Linked DNA regions of Mus musculus: region 1 is linked to region 2. A link is a contact called in public targeted proximity ligation data. All regions are on one chromosome and are shown on one strand. The core of a region is the stretch at or near the end of the contact, and the rest is flanking DNA. Distances in the headings are between cores, read along the strand shown. Region 1 holds the start of Kif11 (kinesin family member 11). Region 2 overlaps Btaf1 (B-TFIID TATA-box binding protein associated factor 1).

The links.
Region 1: a contact with region 2 is called in a targeted proximity ligation map of pancreatic cancer cells. A contact is called at or near these places in 4 of 39 promoter capture datasets (the C10 cell line, cranial neural crest, hematopoietic stem and progenitor cells and 1 more), 5 of 130 datasets of targeted methods (the SCID.adh cell line, bone marrow-derived macrophages, epiblast stem cells and 2 more) and 4 of 9 other capture datasets (adipose tissue, liver, macrophages and 1 more).

The regions. Positions count from the first base shown.
Region 1 is chr19:37,375,107-37,379,718 of GRCm38.p6, forward strand. It overlaps Kif11 (kinesin family member 11), which reads left to right and starts at 1,276. Exons shown (of 22, transcript NM_010615.2): 1 at 1,276-1,561. The coding sequence starts at 1,488.
Region 2 is chr19:36,950,166-36,954,867 of GRCm38.p6, forward strand. It overlaps Btaf1 (B-TFIID TATA-box binding protein associated factor 1), which reads left to right. Exons shown (of 38, transcript NM_001080706.1): 4 at 869-1,012. Among named protein-coding and RNA genes, the nearest start is that of Btaf1, 26 kb to the left of the region's middle.

The sequences.
Region 1 (4,612 bases), core at 26-2,525, 420 kb after region 2:
GGCATTCAATGCCATCTTCTGTCCAAGGGCACCACCACACACTTGGAGGACACACACACAGACACACTACCCCACACATAAATAAATAATCTTAAGCCACACCCCTCAAAAAAAAAAAAAAAAAAAAGCAAACAAGAAACCAGCCAGGACTGGTAGCTCATTCTTTCAATACCAGTATGCAGAAGGCAGGAAGATCATTGAGGATTCTCACAGGGCCAGCCTTGTGTTCAGAAAGATATCTTGTTTAAAACAAACGAATAAATAGCAAATGATGGACATAACACAGTTTGATACTAAACTGGAAATGTATGAAATGGACGCTTGAACTCCTGATCTTTCTGCCTCTGTCCCTATATGTGTTTGGTTTGCTTTTTAAAGGATATTTGCTGAGTGAATGCAGTAGCAGGGAGGAGAAAAAAAGGGTAGCAGTAGGAACATCGAAGGAAGTCATTCAGGGACGAGATTCAAAGTCTTGGAGGAAGGTGATTGCAGAGGAAGGGTCTGGTTAAAAACACGTGTTGAAGTGAGAAAGACTGGCCGGAGGCAAGGGTATAAAGATGTTCAATATGTTCACTTTGTGGGACATTTTGAGATAGCAGTGAGTCTCTGGGGCTAGCTTTTGTTTTGTTTTTGTTTGTTTGTTTTTGGAGACAGCGTTTCTCTGTGCAACCAGCCCTGGCCGTCCTGGCCTCGCTTTATAGATCAGGCTGGTCTGGAACTCGGAGAGCTCCTCTGCCACTCCTGCCTCCGAGAGTAGTTTACCAGTAGACAGTTGGCTTTGCTTAATCCAGAGGACCAGGGATCTGGAGTGCGGAAGGCGGGTATTTGGCGAGGTCGGCGGCGCTTTCTCTGATCCTCGCTAAGTTACATCGGAGAGGCTAAACCGCATTTAAGATCCCGCGAAACAGAAAAAGCAGCTCCGGAAACCCGATGAGGCGGAGGACTCGGCTTTTCTGTTTCCCCGGTCCCCACCTACACCTTAAACGGCCGAGTTGTTCGTCACCTCTCTACGGAAAGCGAGAAGCCTCGGAGGGCGGTAAGGACCCAGCGAATGCGGCGATGTAGGCGTCCCAGGCCCCAGAAGCCCGCCAGCGGCAGCACTGAAAGCTTGCACAGTGAACTTCGGACTACAGGAGCCAGCCTGCACCGCCATCCATTTCTTCGGGTCACGCCCCGTCGTCACCACAGTGACGACACGGCGTCCCATGATGCCTCGCGTGCCGCTCTGCTATTGGTCCGGTCAGTCGTCTCCATTTTTCAAAATTGAGGCGCGGAATCGTTGCTGATTTCGGAGCAGAGGAGGAGGTTCGTCCTGTCCGGCTTTTGCGGGGCGGCGGCCACGGCCAAGAGGCCTGCGTGGACCTCGGGGACGCCGAGCTGCGAGTCTCGGTCCTCGTGGCCTTGGCAGCACCGGGTGAGGAGAGGCTGCTCCCGGTTCTCACTGTGTCTGAGTCTCCGCTAGGCCGGCAGGTTTTGGCTCGACCGTCATGGCGTCCCAGCCGAGTTCTTTGAAGAAGAAAGAGGAAAAGGGCAGGAACATCCAGGTGGTGGTGAGATGCAGGTAAGGAGAGGCTGGGACGAGTCCGGACGCGGAGGCTTAGCTTTTGGGCTAGCCGTTCCGGAGAGCGATTTGTTTACCTTTCTGAAGGACACCAAGTCATCGGTTTCTGGGGCTCCCCGTGTTTTGTTCGGTAAACATGCTACCACGTTTAGTTCTAAATTAGGGTTTGTCTCGGGGGGGGGGGGGATGTTGGTGTTGGTTAAAGTTAAGCTGCAGTCACAAAGAATTTGATGGTTGCTCTTCGCTGAAAAGTGCGTTCCCTTTTAAAAGCCAATGTCGCCGAAAATTTAGCTGTCATTGCTCTGTGCTACCCCGTCCGAGTTGTCAGTTTGGGAATAAAGCTTCCTACTTACTTTGCATGTAGTTTGGCGCTCACCTTGGGGTTATTTCCACTTCGGAAAGACTAATAGTTCTTTATTCTGTGTGTTTGGTCCAATAGATGAAAGTAGGTTTGCTTTTAAAAGGGAACGCACTTTTCAGCGAAGAGCAACCATCAAATTCACCTCTAATAACCAAGTAGACATTGCTGAATTTAAGCTAAGCTGTAAAATGAGTTTATGAAACTCACGAGCTAATGAAAGTACATGGCTAAGGTGCAGCATCTTTTCTCTTTCTCATTTTTCTTCTTCTTCTTTTTTTTTTTTTTGGTTTTTCGAGACAGGGTTTCTCTCTCCTTCTTTCTTTCTTTCTTTCTTTCTTTCTTTCTTTTATCTGCCTTTGTTCATTGACCAAAAGACAAAATTGAGAGGAGGGAGGGTGTGGGGTTCAGCTCTCCCCGACTGACATCCAAATAACTTACCCAGAGTTTTTAATTTTTTTGAATTTTTGTGATGTTACCGAGGTTGGTCTGGAACTATATGTTAGCGTACTTTACTGTCTCAGCCTCTCGGTCGTTTAGCTGGGATTGCTGGGTGACAAGTGTGTGCCACTGTGTCTGCCTTTTTTTTTTTTTTCCTGAGACTGGCCTCAAACTCCGACTAGCTCCCTGCCTTAGTTCTGAGTTCTGGAGTTATAAGCAATTCAAGTTTCAGCTACCAGACCCAAGTTTTTAAACTAGGTGACGTGTGTGTGTGTGTGTGTGTGTGTGTGTGTGTGTGTGTGTGTGTGAGCAACTCTAGGCTTGCCAAAGATACTTAATTGCTGAACTCTGGAGTTTTAGTTACTTAATTTGGAACTTTCATTTTAATCAACAGGAAAGCAGACACACTTAAGAATTTAGGAAAAAAAAAATTAGGCAGATTTAGGCAGGCAGTTGTGGGGCACACCTCTAATCCCAGCATGTTTTACAGATCGAGTTTCAAGACAACCAGGGCTACAAAGAGAAACTCTGCCTCAAAAAATTTTTATTTTTAATAATGGGTATATATTCAGGTGTTTGCACACATACGTGAGTGCTTGTGGAGAGCAGAAGAGAGCACCACCTCTAAGGCCAGAGTTACAGGTGGTTGTGAGTCACCCCCAGGTGTGGGGGCTAGAAACAGAACTCAAGGTCTCTAGAAGAACAAGAAGTGTTCTTACCCTAAGCTACCCAACAAATGCACTTTTTTTTACAATTTTTTTGCAGTATTATTATTATTAGTCAATATTGCCTTTTCTGTGTGCTATTATTTCCTTTGTTACTTACAAAGTGTTTGAGTCATAAAAAGTTACAAAGAACACTGACGGTGGGGGTGTGATGGTACAAGCCTTTAATCCCAGTATTTATCCCTCAAAGTAAGAAATAAAACATCTCATGTGTCCATACTGTCCTCCTACATTTCAAGGCTGGCCTTAAGAGAATTTTTTTTAAACATTTTTTTACCAGTGAAAACGTTTACACGTGTCTGTTATGTACAATAGTTTAGGCATAGGTTTTTCTTTTTCTTGTTTGGTTAGTCTTTTCTCTATTAAGTAGTGTTCCTGGCGCCAGTCTCATTAAGCTTTTTTTTTTTTTAAAGATTTATTATTTATTATATGTAAGTACACTGTAGCTGTCTTCAGACACTCAAGAAGAGGGAGTCAGATCTCGTTACGGATGGTTGTGAGGCACCATGTGGTTGCTGGGATTTGAACTCCGGACCTTCGGAAGAGCAGTCGGGTGCTCTTATCCACTGAGCCATCTCACCAGCCCCTCATTAAGCTTTAATAAGCAATAAATGAGGCTTTCTTAGGATGTTGTACGTTAGATCCTCATCGTCTTGTGTTTGGTGGCAGGGTCTCACTATGTAGCGTTCTGCCTCCCCTGCAACTCATCTGCACCCAGGCTTGAAGTCCTGCAGTCAGTGCTCCTGTGGCAGCCTCCTGAGCCTTAGAAGTGTGAGCCACCATGCCTGATTTTTGATGCTGTTGCCTGTGCCTTTGGTATCTGATCCAGGGAATCGTTGCTAAAGCCAAAGCTGCCAGGCTTTTTCTTCTTTGTTTCTCTAAGTTTTATGGTGTTACGTCTTAGGTGCAAGTTTTTGGTCCTCTTTATGTGATGTTAAGTGAGACATTCGGCTTCATTGTGTAGGATACCCAGTTTTCTGTCACCATGTTACAGAGATTACTGAATGGTTTGGCTCATTTGTCTAAAATCATTTGCCCATATAGGAGAGGGTTTATTTATGAGCACTCAATCCCACTGGTCTGTGTCTGTCTGTTCCAGTCTCGTTTATCGTATAGTTTTGACTGCTTACACCTTTAGAATAAATTTTAAAATCAAGAAGTGTGAGTTCTCCCTGTCTCAAAAAAAAAAAAAAAAAAAACCAAAACCAAAACAAAACAAAAAAAAAAGTGTGAGTCCTGAAGATGTGTTGTTTTTGTTTGTTTGTTTGTTTTTCATGACAGGGTTTCTCTGTATAGCCCTGGCTGTCCTGGAACTCACTCCGTAGACCAGGCTGGCCTCGAACTCAGAAATCTGCTTGCCTCTGCCTCCCAAGTGCTGGGATTAAAGGCATGTGCCACCACCGCCCAGCTGTCTATATGTTAATTTTAAATCTTATATGTGTGTATAATGTGTATGTCAGTGCCAGCATTCATGTGCTGCAGGGGGTGGTGTGTGTGTGTGTGTGTGTGTGTGTGTGTGTGTGTGTA
Region 2 (4,702 bases), core at 1,411-3,910:
TTGCTTTTATTTCTGATGTGTTATTTTGAGTTTTGTGTTAATTTGCCTTTACAAATGTAAATCCAGAACCTTCTCATTTCCAGTTATTATCTCCAATTATCTTGGCGAATAGACACAGTGTAGTTCATTTAATTAAACTAATTATATTAGTGTTTATACTAAAACTGCTTATAAGAAAACATTCATGAGGTTTTTGTTCCTTTGTGTTAAGTTAAGCAGTTATTCTTTACAGCAAATGACTGCAAATGCTGGGTTGACCGTTGTATTAGTAAGCAATAGTTTAACATTTGCAGCTGACCTTTTTTGGGAAGAGTGTAGAACATTTTGAAGATAATCTTGGGTTTCGAATGGGTGTATAATTTCAGTGGCTTGTCATGAGTTTACAAGTAGAGTATGGAAAACAAGTCCTATTGAATGACTTGTTTCTATCCTGGCCGTTCCTCGGACATAGGGAGGGACACTGTTTTTAACTTATTTATGAATACATTTTGTGCATGTTTGTCTTCAGATTTAGCAGTACAATTAACTCATGCTGTAACCCTGGAGGTCTTTAACCCTTAAACAGTAAATGAAAGTATAATATTTAACATATGTGTCACCATGGGGATGCATTTCTTCTTATAGCATACTTTCATGGTTAGAAACACATATATACCCCTTACCATTTTTAGGGTTTATAGAAGGGGAGTCACCAAGTTAATAGTTGATTTTCAGATAACTAAGAACTGACTGTAGATAAATCACAGTAGTTTTTCTATTTATTTGTTTCTCTTAAATATTAGCCGATTCTGCAGGTAACACTATGCCATGTTCTTTCATTCTGATTTTTTGACTATATGGTCAAATAATATTTTTAAACTTCATCTAGAACCTACAGAGAGTTCTATGGAAGATTCATCTACTACAGATCGATTAAATTTTGACAGATTTGATATATGCAGATTGTTACAGCATGGGGCATCACTTTTGGGGTCTGCTGGTGCAGAATTTGAAGTCCAAGATGAAAAATCAGGTTAGTAGTCCTGGAGAAGTCTGAAATTTTCCTTTCAAATTAATTTATAATTTGTTGTGCTGTGTAATGTATAAGGAGTGATGAAATGTGAATTGATTGAAGTTTTTATGTATGGGAGTTACCGGTAGACAAAGTGACCAACAGTGCTTGTTCTAAAGCTGCAGCAAGAAGAACCAGTACAAACTGGGCCAATGTTTCCACAGTCCCGGGAATTTGAAGGTTATTTTATTGTTGTTATCTTATGTTTTGAGTAGTGTTGGAACCTGTGCTTATGTCCAACGTAAAAAGTTGAAGTTAAAAGTAAGCCTTGGGTAGGTAAATGGCTCATTATCTTTAAGCTTTCAGAATATATTAGATACAAAGGCAGTTAAATACCTTGAGTGCAGTGGCTCATACCTCAGAACGCTAGCTCATTTGGAGGCTGAAACAGGATCATTTGAGCCTAGGAATTTGGAATTAGTCTGTGTAACATAGGGAGATCCTGCATCAAAAAAAATCCAGAATCAAAGAGAGTGATTACAGGAAAATAAATGCTTTTCCTAGTCAAAATTGTGGCCTTGAAGTAGAAAAAAGTCTGTTTGGTTGTTTCTTAATTTAAAAAAGGGGACAGGGTATGGTATCACATACTTTAATCCCAACAGAGGCAGGTGGATCTCTTTGAGTTCCAGTCCAGCCTGGTCTACATAATGAGTTCTAGGCCAGACAGAGCTACACTGTGAGATTTTTAAGGGATAGATGATAAAAATATCATTTTGATTCTGGTCTGTGAAACTTGATTTTCTTTTTTTTAGCCATTTATTATTGTATGTGTATATATGTAGGATAAGGAGCTTGTGTATCATGCTGCACATTTCGAGTTAGGAGAAATTATTCTTGCTTTCCATTGGGTGGGTTCTAGGGGTTGAACTCAAGTCATAAGGTTTGGTGGCAAGTACCTTTATCAACTTGCTTAGCCTTCCAGCTGTTTGCTTTCATTTCTTTGGCATATTTATGATGATGTGAGTTGCTGATCACGTGGAAGTTCTAAGTTATCTGTAGTGCCTGCATCATTTCATATTGTCACCAATTGCAATTTGGTGGGAACCAAGGGACTGGATTGCTTTCATGCTGTAGCCAGAACTTTTTTGGCATGCTAGGAACTGAACTTCAGGCATCATTCATGCTGCAAGATCTACTAGTGAGTTACACCCCACCTCTTCTTTCCTTTTCCCACTTTTGTTTGGGTGTTTGTGTGTGGGTATATGTGCACGTGTATATTCGTAAGGACCAGAAGTCAGGTAACCTCCTGTTGTTCATGTTGACTTTTCAGACAAAGTCTCAGCTTTTCCTGGAAGTTGCTGGGCTGTGTGGCCAGTGAGCTCCAGAGAACTCCGGTTTGATTTTTCAAGATGGGGTTTTTCTGTGTAACAGTTCTGGTTGCCCTGGAACTCCCTTTGTAGTTCCTTCTGTCCAGCCTCCCCAGTGTGTGCTGTCAGACCAGGGTTCTGAAGGCCCTTGAAATCAGGTGCTGTCTTTCCTAGCCCCATTTTTAGGTTTGTTTGTTTGTTTTTCTTTTTTTGATAGTAGTCACCTTAAGGATATGAGACACTCATATTTTATGGCTGAGTAATATTCTACTGTGTGGATACCATGTTTTGCTTATCTTTTCCTCATTTGGGTGTTTCCATTTTCTGGCTGTTACGTGTAAGCTTCTGCCTAGGCTAGTGAGACGGCTTACTGTTAAAGTGTAGTGTTCTGCTGAGGATTCGTGTTCGGTTCTGAGCCTGTATGTCAAATGATGAAACTACCTGTAACTCCAGCTCAGGGGAATCCAGTGCCTCTGCTCTGTGCACCTATCTCCCCTGCATACACATTAAAAATAAAAGATAAATATTAAAAGGAATAAGTTACTGTAAATAATTTAAAAGTTTTTTTTTATGAATATATTTTCATTCTTAGGAGTAGAATACTGAGTCATATAGTAACCGTGTTTTTCTGTAGAAACTACCAGGGTTTTCCTGGCTGCCCTGGAGCTTGATTTGTAGACCAGGCTGGACTCAAACTCACAGAGACCTTCCTGTCTGTGTCTTTTAGTGCTGAGATTAAGAACGTGCACCACAATGGCTGGTTGAAACTATCAGTTTTTACAAAGTTGCTCCACCATATTTCACCAATAGCATATGGGAATTCAAATTTCTCTACAGCCTTGCCAATGGTTTATTGTCTAACTTTTGGTGCTAGCCATACTTGTTAATGTGACTGCTATCTCTGGTTTTTATTTGTTCTTTTCGGCTGACTAGTCATGTTAAGCATCTTTCTTTCCATGTACTGTTGTCCATTTTTATCTCTTCTGTGTAGAAATGTCTGTTCAGAGACTTGCAGGATATTTGATCACACTGTGATCCCCAGGATTATTTTATTTACTGAAAAGATCTGTTTCTGCTTGTAGTGAGGCTCAGCCTTCACACACAACTTAATCCCTCTGGTTGGAAAACAGACATGCACTTAGTACATACCTTTAATCCCAAACAATGAAGGTAAAGTTAGTTTGTAGAAGGAAGCACCCATGTTTGAAAGTGATGTCTAATTGAGTGGCAGACAAAGTGACGAGTCAGAGAACGATTTTGACAAAGTAGGATATGCCCAACTCTCACAGAGAAGAGAGAAGAAAACGGGGCTACTTAAGGGAGAGAAGATAGGAAGAAGGCAGTTTTATCAGGACTGTTGTACAGAGACAGGTTGCAGGCAGAGAACAAGCTAGACACAGGTGAAGACAGAAGGAGCCAGAAGATTAGAACAGATTTCCAAAGTTAGTATGAGGCCAAGCAGAGCAGTTCAGGAGAGGTGGAGAAAAGGAGGCAGGGGCTGGGGTGTGTGTGTTAGATTGAATCAGTCAGCTTGGAGAGGAATTAGAGCCAGAACAGCTGAATTGAATCAGCCAACCAGAGATAAGAACAAGGAAGGGGCGATCTTATTCAGCAGCAAGTCTCAGAGGCTGAAAACATTCTAGGCCTAAGATTGTATGGAGGCTAGAAGCTTCCAAGACTAGGCCTAGGTTAGCAGACAGACAATTACTACAGGAGAATAAAAGATTCTTTTACAAGAGACTTTGCTCATTTTGTTCTTTATTTTGACTTAGCAGCATTCTTTAATGTAGTAGATATAAGTACCTTATTAGATATATGGTTTTCATTTATTTTGTGAATTGCCCTTGTATTTTCTTGGCAATATTCTTTTCCTTTTCTTATTGTGGAGCTGGGGATTAAGCCCAAGGCCTTGCATATATTTTGCTAGTGTTCTATCACTGAGTTACAATCCTTGTTTTCATTTTTTTGATGATATTCTTTGAAGCATAAAGTATAATCTTACTAGGTTCAATTTATTTATTTTCTTTTGTTTTTCAGTTTTGTGTGCCATATGTAAGAAAATCTAAATCAAGACCATTTACCAGTATGCATTGTTCTAATTTCTTTTTTTTAACTTTAGCTCTTATATGTAAGCTTAATTAATGTTCTGTCTTAACAAGTTTTTAAATGAAAATGTATCAATTTACAATTTTGTTCTCTTGGATTTCTGGGATCTGGAGTTAGAGTAGTTGTGAGTGATACTGAGTGCTGAGGACTCTGGAAAAGCAGCAAGTATTTCTAACCTCTGAGCCATCTCTTTAGTTCCACTATTGGTTTTGTTTAAATTAAATTCTATTATTCAACT